2 separate regions of the Mus musculus genome follow, and region 2 is linked to region 1. A link is a contact called in public Hi-C data. All regions are on one chromosome and are shown on one strand. Each heading gives the region's core, a stretch centred on a gene start, on an enhancer-like site or on the middle of the called end of the contact. The rest is flanking DNA. Distances are from core to core; before and after follow the strand shown. Region 1 has its middle 42 kb from the start of 1700019E08Rik. Region 2 has its middle 77 kb from the start of Gm13470.

Region 1 (4,516 bases), core at 1,403-3,902:
ATTAGTAAAATGTGACTTTAAAAAAAAATTCCAAGAGAAGTGCACTTTGCCAAATGATTCTTATTAAAAGAATGTACATAATGTATATAATGGTAGGCATTGGATTCAGTGGCCCCTCTTTTGGATGCAATTCAAGGGTCTTAATTATAGACAGTTTCAGAATGTCCTTGACTCTAATCTATGTCAGGCATCTGATAAACTATTAACACAAGTGTAAAGGAAGCATATTGTCGAGTTCCAATATATTATTATTTAATTATATTTTAATTTTCCACTGACAGATGGAATCCCCTTTATATGCCACCCTGTTGCTCTCTGCCTCATCTTAATATTCTGTGTTTAAATAACATGAATTTCCACATCTCCGTCCAAAGTAAGTGCTTCTAGATGAAGAAGAATGTGTCCTCAAAAAACTGGAAGCATTGAGAACTCCTAGGACAGAGTTTTCAGTGTGAACTTGGGCATAATTGAAAACTAGTAGATTATGTTCAGTGTGTGCATGTATATAGGAGGTTGTGAATTGGAGGCATGGAATAGTATTTTTAGACATTCTTATCTAAAAGTGAATTTTTTTACTCTCTTATGATTTCTGCCTTTTAAATAAGTTTATTCTCTAGAGAATCATAATAAAGAAGGAAAGAATAAATGGTGGTATTAAAGCACTTACTGAGCCTGGGTACTTGTTGAAACTTGTTAACACTGAATGGGGTGCCTTTAAAAAGAGTTTCCCTTTTATTTATTGTCCTCTTATGTGTTGTTCCTGATTGCAGTTTTCTATCCTTCTCTCCCCTCAGACTCTTCCCCAACTCTTCCCTTTCGGCTTGGATCTACCCCCCCCCCACACCTCCTTCAAAAGAGAAGGCCTTCCAGAAACAACAAGCAAGTATGACACAATGACCTGCAGTAAGACAGGCACATACTCTCACATCGAAACTGGATGAGGCAACCCAACAGGAAGAAAAGTTTCTCAAAGGCAGGCAATGGTCAGAGAAAGCCCCAGCTCCTGCTGTAAGGAATCCCACAAGAACAGCAGACCATACACATACCAACATACCATAAATGCAAAGGACCTATATTCGATCCATACAGGCTCCCTAATCTCTGTGAGCCCTCTTGAGTCCTGATCAGTTGACTCTGTGGGCCATTCTCATGGTGTCCTTGATTCCTCTGATGGTGCCAATACTTCCGCTCCTTCCTCTGCAGGATTCCTGAGTTCTGCCTAAAGCAGGTAGACACAAAGCTTTAAGAATAAGTAAAAGACTTTGGTAGTTACTTTTGCTAGTGTGTTGTCAGGAAATTTCAGCTGTATTGGTTATTCAGAAACTGAGCAATCTGTGAGAACTCTGAGGCTTCAAAGTCTTAGATATTTTCCTGTTCTGTTGTGAACTTTACTTCCAAAGAGAATAGCAATGGTAACGATCAAAGACAATTTTAAGGCAATTAGTTAATATCCTAGGTTTTCTGTTTCTGTTGTCTCTCTCTCCCTCTCTCCATCCCCCTTTCATCTTTTTTTTTATTATTTGCTTCATTCTGTTACCAGTTCCTATACAAACTCTCTCTTCCATACCTCAGGGGTAACTCTTTACTTTAGATTATTTACTTATTTATTTACTTATTTATTTATTTTTATTGTTGTTGGTGGTGATGGTGGTGGTGGTGGTGGTGGTGGTGTGTGTGTGTGTGTGTGTGTGTGTGTGTGTGTGTGTTCAGCCATATGTTTTCCATGACTACAGCAATTATGTGGGAGTTAGAGGACAACTTTTGGAGTTGGTTGTCTCCTACCTTTGCTTCCGTTGCTTTTGAAATCAAATCACCACTTCCCCTCTTACCATCAGGTTAAATATGTCTTGGGACAATTGGTGCAAGACAATTATCCTGGCTAGCTTGTTGTCAACTGAACACAAATTAGAGATCTGCCTGGGAATAGACATCTCAACTAGAAAAATGCCTCCATCAGATAGCTTGTAGGTAATCCTGTAGCACATTTTCTTGATTAATGATTGATGGAGAGAGGGCAGCCACAGTGTGGGTTCTGTACTACACCTGGGAAAGGTAGTCCTGAACTGTAGATAGAAAGCATGGTGAGGTAACTAAGGCTCACAGGTCACTGCCAAAGACAGAGCAGAAAGACTGTAAATGCCCGAGGAATGGGGAACCTGGGAATGTCGGAATCAGTACTCATAATGTCTCTCCAACATGGTTCCCTGTTCAACAGGAAGACAGCAGTAGACTTGCTAATGTGGACAGCTGACAGCTGGCATGGGAGAAGCTCACTAGGTGACAACCGACACTAAAAAATCAGCATGCAACTAACACCAAATGGTTATCTAATTCCAAATGGTCACCTCTGGAAAAAAAAAATATATATATATATAGTGTGTGTGTGTGTGTGTGTGTGTGTGTGTGTGTACACACATAATATTATATAGACTGAGAAAGTTGCACTTATATATGTAGGAATACATATTTATTTGAAATAATAGTTAATAATTTAAAAGAGAGTAAGAAAGAAGGTACAGCAGGGTTTGTGGGTAGGGAAAGGAAGAAGTGACATAATTATAATCTCAAAAAATGATTTTAATAGGAAGAGGAAGAAGGCAAGCAGCCTGAGTAAGCCATATGGAAAATCCAGTAACCAGTGCTACTTCACACTTCTGCTTAAGCTGCTGCCCTTGGTGTCCTACCCTGCTCAGTTCCTGCCCTGTTTTCACTCTGTGATGGACTATTACCTTGGGAAGTTTAAGATGAAATAAACCCTTTTCCTTTGAGGATTTTTTTTTTTTTTTGGCAATGATATCTTATTCCAGCTATTGAAACCATCAAATATTTTTTCATTGGGTAAGAAACTCTAATTTTCCCTTTTATGTATTTCTTAACTTTTGCAATTGATGCTCTCAGCTCCAGCTTCTCAACTCCACTGAGGATGCAGTGGGAACACTAAGGGACACTTGGTATAAGGCAACCGAGGAGGTAAAGACAAGATGGCTTGCTCTGTCCACTGTACAGTGTCAGACAAATGTTCCCAAGTAGGCATACAGTGGTGTGAATTTTTCTTTTCATAGAAAAAAATCAACCAGGCCTTTAAAATAAGACTTTTCTAATTTTACACATTTGCAAATGATTCAATATTTTCAAGAACACATGGAAATCCAAACCTTTGAGCCTGTTTTAGCTTATGTCCATCAGGTGGTAACAGGATTGTTGTCTGCCTATTTTTGAAAGATAACTGTCTTTTTTTTTCCTGCTGATCGAGCCTGGCTTTATGGATTTTTGTCTATTGAGTCACAGGAGTGAAGAACATATGTTAGCTGATTCATATCTATTACACTTCCATATCCATCTCTATTATACCTGCACACTTCTTTTCAAGGAAACAGACAAAGGAACTGAGAAATGGTGGCTGGTAGAAGTTCAGGATTCATGATCTTAGATAATGTTTCAATTTGCTTTTTAATATGTGACAAGGAGTCAAGTGTCTTTGGCTGCCTCTAAGTAACAAAATGGCCTTGAACTCTCCATTCTTTAATCCTTCTACCCTCAAGAGTTTAAATTTCAGGTAAAGGAATTTTCCATTTATTTTCAAGGTACTAAATGAATCATTGTTTTCCATTTCATGCACTCATAATATGTGTGTGTGTGTGTGTGTGTGTGTGTGTGTGTGTGTATACAGGCTTATAGAGACACAGTGACACACACAGATAGATAGACAGACACACATACAAACATTAAGTGTGGAAAGTAACCTGATTCCTTATTATACATACACAAGGCATTTCCTGTCATTTGGCCTTTTGACATTCCCAGTATGCTCCATAGCTGATCCTGGAAGGGGATTTTATGTAGTTTAAATCACTTGAAGGAAAAATAAAAGAAAAAAAAAAAAAAAAAAAAACAGAACGGCAAGCCTGGAATCTCATTTCTTTTTTCTCTGGGGAATATCCTTGTACTAAATTGACATCAACACATGATAGAAATTGGTCACTCCCTGATATAGTCATTCAGGAATTTTTGCTATTTTAAGGCCTATTATTATTTCCAGCAGTTGCTACTTCATCATTCAGCCAAATACAGTCATCTAGAATTGCCTGACATAACAGTAGTTCTGTCATTGGCTGTAACTCCCTAGTAGTCAGACCTGCTACTTACTTCTGCCATGGTCTCAGCAAGAGCTTGTGGGTTAGGGGTCTAAGAAGAAATGCAGTCCAGTCTGTTTTCTTGTCTCTTCTTTGGCATTTTCTAGAAATCTAGGCTTGTCTGGTAATCCTGAGCAGCCTATATAAATAAAGTCAAACTGACTTTGAAGACATACCCGGCCTCATCCAGTCATAGCATCTACTTTGATGTGCTATGTGTGCACATGTGTGTGTGCATGTGTGCATGTGTTTGTGAGTGTGTGCACGTGTGGATGTGTGCAGACATGTGGCATAAGAATAATGCCAGTGAAAAACACAGAAGATGAAAGCTTTCAGACATAAGGGAAAAATATCTAGGGAAATATTCAAAAAGAAATAAGATG
Region 2 (4,516 bases), core at 1,007-3,506, 710 kb after region 1:
CAACTTTATATAAGGTATAGTCATCTGAGAGGAGACTCAGAAAAGAAATGTTACAAGATCTGACTATAGGCAAGACTGTGGGCAAAATTAGTGATGGATGGTTGAAGGACAAGCTCATTATAGATAGTACCACACCTGGGCTGTGGTCTTACCACATCTGGGCTACAGTTCTGATTTATATAAAACAGCAGGCTAAGCAAGCATGAGAGCAAGGCAATAATCAGCACTTCACCATGGTTTCTCTATTCAGCTCCTGCCTCCAGGTTCCTAGGTTCCTGCTCTATTTGAATTCCTGCCCTGACTTCCAACAATTATGGACCATGATGTAGAAATACAAACAAACAAACAAACAAACAAACAAAGCATTTCCTACTCAGCTTATTATTAGCCCATGGTGTTTTTTCACAGCAATGCCAAATTCTTTCTAAATTCTGAATTCAAATGCCATATAGATGAGACACTTTGAGACATAAATGAATTATCCAAATGACAAAGGAGTTTTAGGTATTTGACAGAAGGTATAATGATCCCTTGACAACGTGACCTGGCAATTATTATTATGTCATGTTGATACGACAAAATATTAAGAAAGCTTTATATAATCTTCTATATAACTGTCAACTACAGATTCAAAAGGAATAAAAGCAACTTCTGAAAGATTAGTGTAGCAGCTTTCCACAGTTGAAAAGAGCATTAATGTTATAGTCACCATTCCTCAGTTCTAACTCCATGAGGACAGATAAAAAAGTCAAAATTAAATATGGCACAGAAAATTCTGAGTTAAGGATATGGGGTAGCAGTCTATGTTGCATATGACTCAGATGTGATTTTGTAGAATGGAAAGTATTGCTAAGTAATAAATTCATGTTGAGTGATACAATGAAACTCGTAAACTATAGACAAAACAACAATTCTAAGAGCCTTTATTTTAGGAATACTATTAACAAAGGGGTTAGGATTTAGCCATGTCTATTACTTTGACATCCTTTATCTTTCTACCACTGATGGGCGTTGAAGTGGTATGAATATGTTTTGTAAAGTTTTGCTAACACTAGAGTTGGACTAGTTTGTTGAAGAACTGAGCAGTTCAAATACTAAAGAGTGTTGAAGACTCCTCACAGAACAATTCCCAAGGTCACGATTTATGTAAAATCACCACTGCAAATATTGAAAACAGTCAAATTGTATTTTCTATAAAACTTAAAAGGAGACCCTTCTTCCCCTAGTTGTTTCACATCCTTCTGAAGGCTTTAAAGCATAAATTTCTTGCATGTTCCTGTAGGATGAGCCATGCAAGATCATTTATAGGAATAGAGGGAAATAAAAGTTGTTATTGAAAAAGGAAAATAAAAGTCATAGAGAATTAAATAATTTTCATAGAATATCATCTTAAATATTTTAATTTTTCTTCTTCAGAGCAGAAATTAAGTTTTAAAAATTCTGTTTACATACTCATCCACTGATTAAATTCAGTTTTGTTACCCTTTGATTGTTCTTTGATTTTCTATTGTTAAGTGTCTTAACTGTCTTATTCTTACAATGAAACCATCAGTACTGGAAATAAAGTGACTTAGAATTTTTTGGAACTGTCACATTAAAGGTATAAATAGCTATTGTCCTGGCATTTTATTCAAAGACTTCTTGACAAGGAAAAATCAAATAAAGCAAAAAGAGTGTAGTCTATTTAACTTTCAGAGTTTATTGTAGGTGAGTACGTATCTGATCTGTGGAACTGGCCTATTCCCTACAAACCTGAACTGAGCCAGGAATGCTGGGCTCAATATTTCTTGTTATCATTCCAATAGTACTATCTTGGGAAGAAAGTATTTCCAAGAAAGCATGTTCAGTTCTGGAAATGCTAATGGGTTGGCAATATTCCCCCAAGTATTTCTAACTTGAGGCAAGGAATGAGGGCAGAGTGCAGCTAGTTACTGAGTTGTGGTATTTGCATTTCCTAAATTCTGCAAAGTACTTATCTACTATTCCCCAGTGTTTTGCTTTCCTGTGAAACAAGACTATTCCTGGGAATTTGAAGCAGTTTACGTGTTTAAGGTGGTGCTGAGAATCCTGCTGTTGACTATGCCAACCTAACACACACACACACACACACACACACACACACACACACACACTGAAATCAAACATTGTTTTCCAACCAGTAAAGAGGAAGTAGATACAGATTTGAGTTTCTTTAGGGACAAGATCATGCTGAGAGGCAAATGAACGGCCACTGTGGGGAATTTATTTCTCCTGCTGAAAAAGCAAAGGCTAATAATAATTGAGGTTGATTTGCAAAGTGCACAGCTTCACAACAATCATATGATACCTAGTAATTCTGAAATTGAAGTAAAAAAGGAAGCACTTCAGAAGCCGGAATTATGAAAATCAAGAAGTTGCTTAAAATATTTGAGGGTGTGCTTAGAGAATTAAATGCCATATGCTTTCTTTGCTTCTGAAGAGAGACTGTGTTTTCTCTTGGAACAAAATGCACACGCAGGTGTTTGATAGAGAGTTTAAAAGCTATCAAGAAGAGCCAGAATGTTTGGGGTTTGGGGTAGGAGGTGTTAATTTGGGGAAAGTGATGTGTGCTGGGGGTGGAATGGAGGAACAAACAGTAGGGAGAAAAAACATTTGCTATGTTTGCGAGTTGGGTAGTCTTGTTAGAATTAGAATCTAGCACCTGACTTTAAGCTTACCTTTTTTCATGAAGTCAGATTAGGACGATACTCTTATTTCCCACCCACCCCCTTTGGAATCACTGGTGTTAAAAAAATAATAAATATTTTCTTGTTCATAAAGTAGGCTGGATTTGTTCCCTTTACAGACTGAGGTAGATAGTTATAATCCATTCTCTGATGAAAAATTGAGGGCATTTATATGCTTCTTTCACTGCTAAAATAATAAGTTGGCACAGCAAGTTATCAGATGTTAGATACTTGAAGTATCAATACTATAATCTTGTTGGTGAAGCATATATTATATCTGTGTTGGAATCTCTGAGATATCCTCAATGCAAATGGACCCAGGGTCTTACAGAATAGACTGTCTAAGATTTCATATCTATGATCTGAGAACATGCTAAAACAAGAAAAAGTGGGAAAATTTAACTAGACAGAATTAGGCCCACTCCACATATTTTAGGATATTTCAATGACTTTTGTTATATCATGCAGATTATAACCATTGGGTATACTATGTGACATCCAGAGTTCAAGGCAAAAATAATAAATTAAGCCATAGTGAACAGTAACATAAAGTGAGATGATAGTTTAAAACAATTGGCAGGATTCTTTGGAGAAAGATTTTATAAAGTGATTTGTTCAAAGCACTCCTCATTTTTAATTAATTTCATTTATTCCTTCTATTCTGGAAATTTTCATAAGTAAAAGGGATAAAGATTGAAAAAAATCTTTCAAAGCTATTCCATTATATTAAATACAGACATGTAAGAGTGAAAGATTCACCCATGATTAAGATAAACTAATCATTTTAATCTCACAGTTATTTTAATTATAATTTTAAAAATCCAAATTAATTTATTTTCCCAATATACTGTTTTTATATATACATATATTTGTACAATTTGCATTAGAAAAGAAAGCCTTAATATATTATCCATTATACTTCATTTTCTGAGATTAACATACAAAAGTTTCATGTTTTATATTTTTTGTGAAAGATGCATTTAATAAAATGTTTTAAAACAAAATGACTGAAAAAAATTCTCAATAGTTCTTTTTGTGATTCATGGATGATAAAAAACAAGCTGTTAAAACCCTGTAACAATGATTTCTGTGAAATATAAGCCTACATCAGAATTTACTTTTCACAGATAAGAATGCAAAACCTCTTTACCTCTGAGAGTTCTGCCACACACTCACAGCTGCTGTGTGTTAGAGGCCCTTGCAGGTGCTATACTTAATGAAAACACCCTGATTTTTCAACCAGTTTTTGATAGATTTGTTTCAGCAACTCAGAAGAAACTCCAAAGCATTAAGGAAACAAAACAAAACAAAACAAAACAAAACAAAACAAAACAAAACACATATTATTTTAGACCCGTATTGTTAAGATATTTGAATTCTGAACAGATTTAAAAGTCTATAATATGTGGTGTTTTTGTTATGAGTCTCATTATCTGAAAATAACTGTGGAGTTAGATTAAAGGTGTTAAAATGTTTTTTGACCTTTTTTTATTTTTTTTAAACTGGTAAATTCCCAAAACAAATATCTCAATAACATACCATCAAGCCAACCGGTGCTAATGTTCATTATTTATCAGGTCTGCTGATCAATCTGGCATATTGAACAATTACAACTTTCCTTCCCCAATGTTTACATTTGCTTATTATAATGTAAGTGGAGGAACCACTCCTTTCTTAGATTTGTGATTTTAACTTCAAGACTTTCAAATATAGACAATTATTTAAAAAAATTTGCTTAATCTGGACAATTTGACAACTTTAAGTAATAATACATTAAAAATGAAGAATACCATATTTATAATCATAAAGGT

What was found. A called contact is a pair of places that touch in the nucleus more often than the background predicts.
Region 2: a contact with region 1 is called in a Hi-C map of bone marrow-derived macrophages, with 10 read pairs. The contact joins two enhancer-like sites.

What each region holds. Positions count from the first base shown.
Region 1 is chr2:45,652,254-45,656,769 of GRCm38.p6, forward strand. No RefSeq gene overlaps it. Among named protein-coding and RNA genes, the nearest start is that of 1700019E08Rik, 42 kb to the right of the region's middle. Within about 2 kb of position 2,653, at least 6 of the 459 cell types and tissues checked have an H3K27ac peak or open chromatin away from gene starts, as enhancers often do. A contact at or near this core is called in bone marrow-derived macrophages, where this site is marked.
Region 2 is chr2:46,363,750-46,368,265 of GRCm38.p6, forward strand. No RefSeq gene overlaps it. Among named protein-coding and RNA genes, the nearest start is that of Gm13470, 77 kb to the right of the region's middle. Within about 2 kb of position 2,257, at least 25 of the 459 cell types and tissues checked have an H3K27ac peak or open chromatin away from gene starts, as enhancers often do. A contact at or near this core is called in bone marrow-derived macrophages, where this site is marked.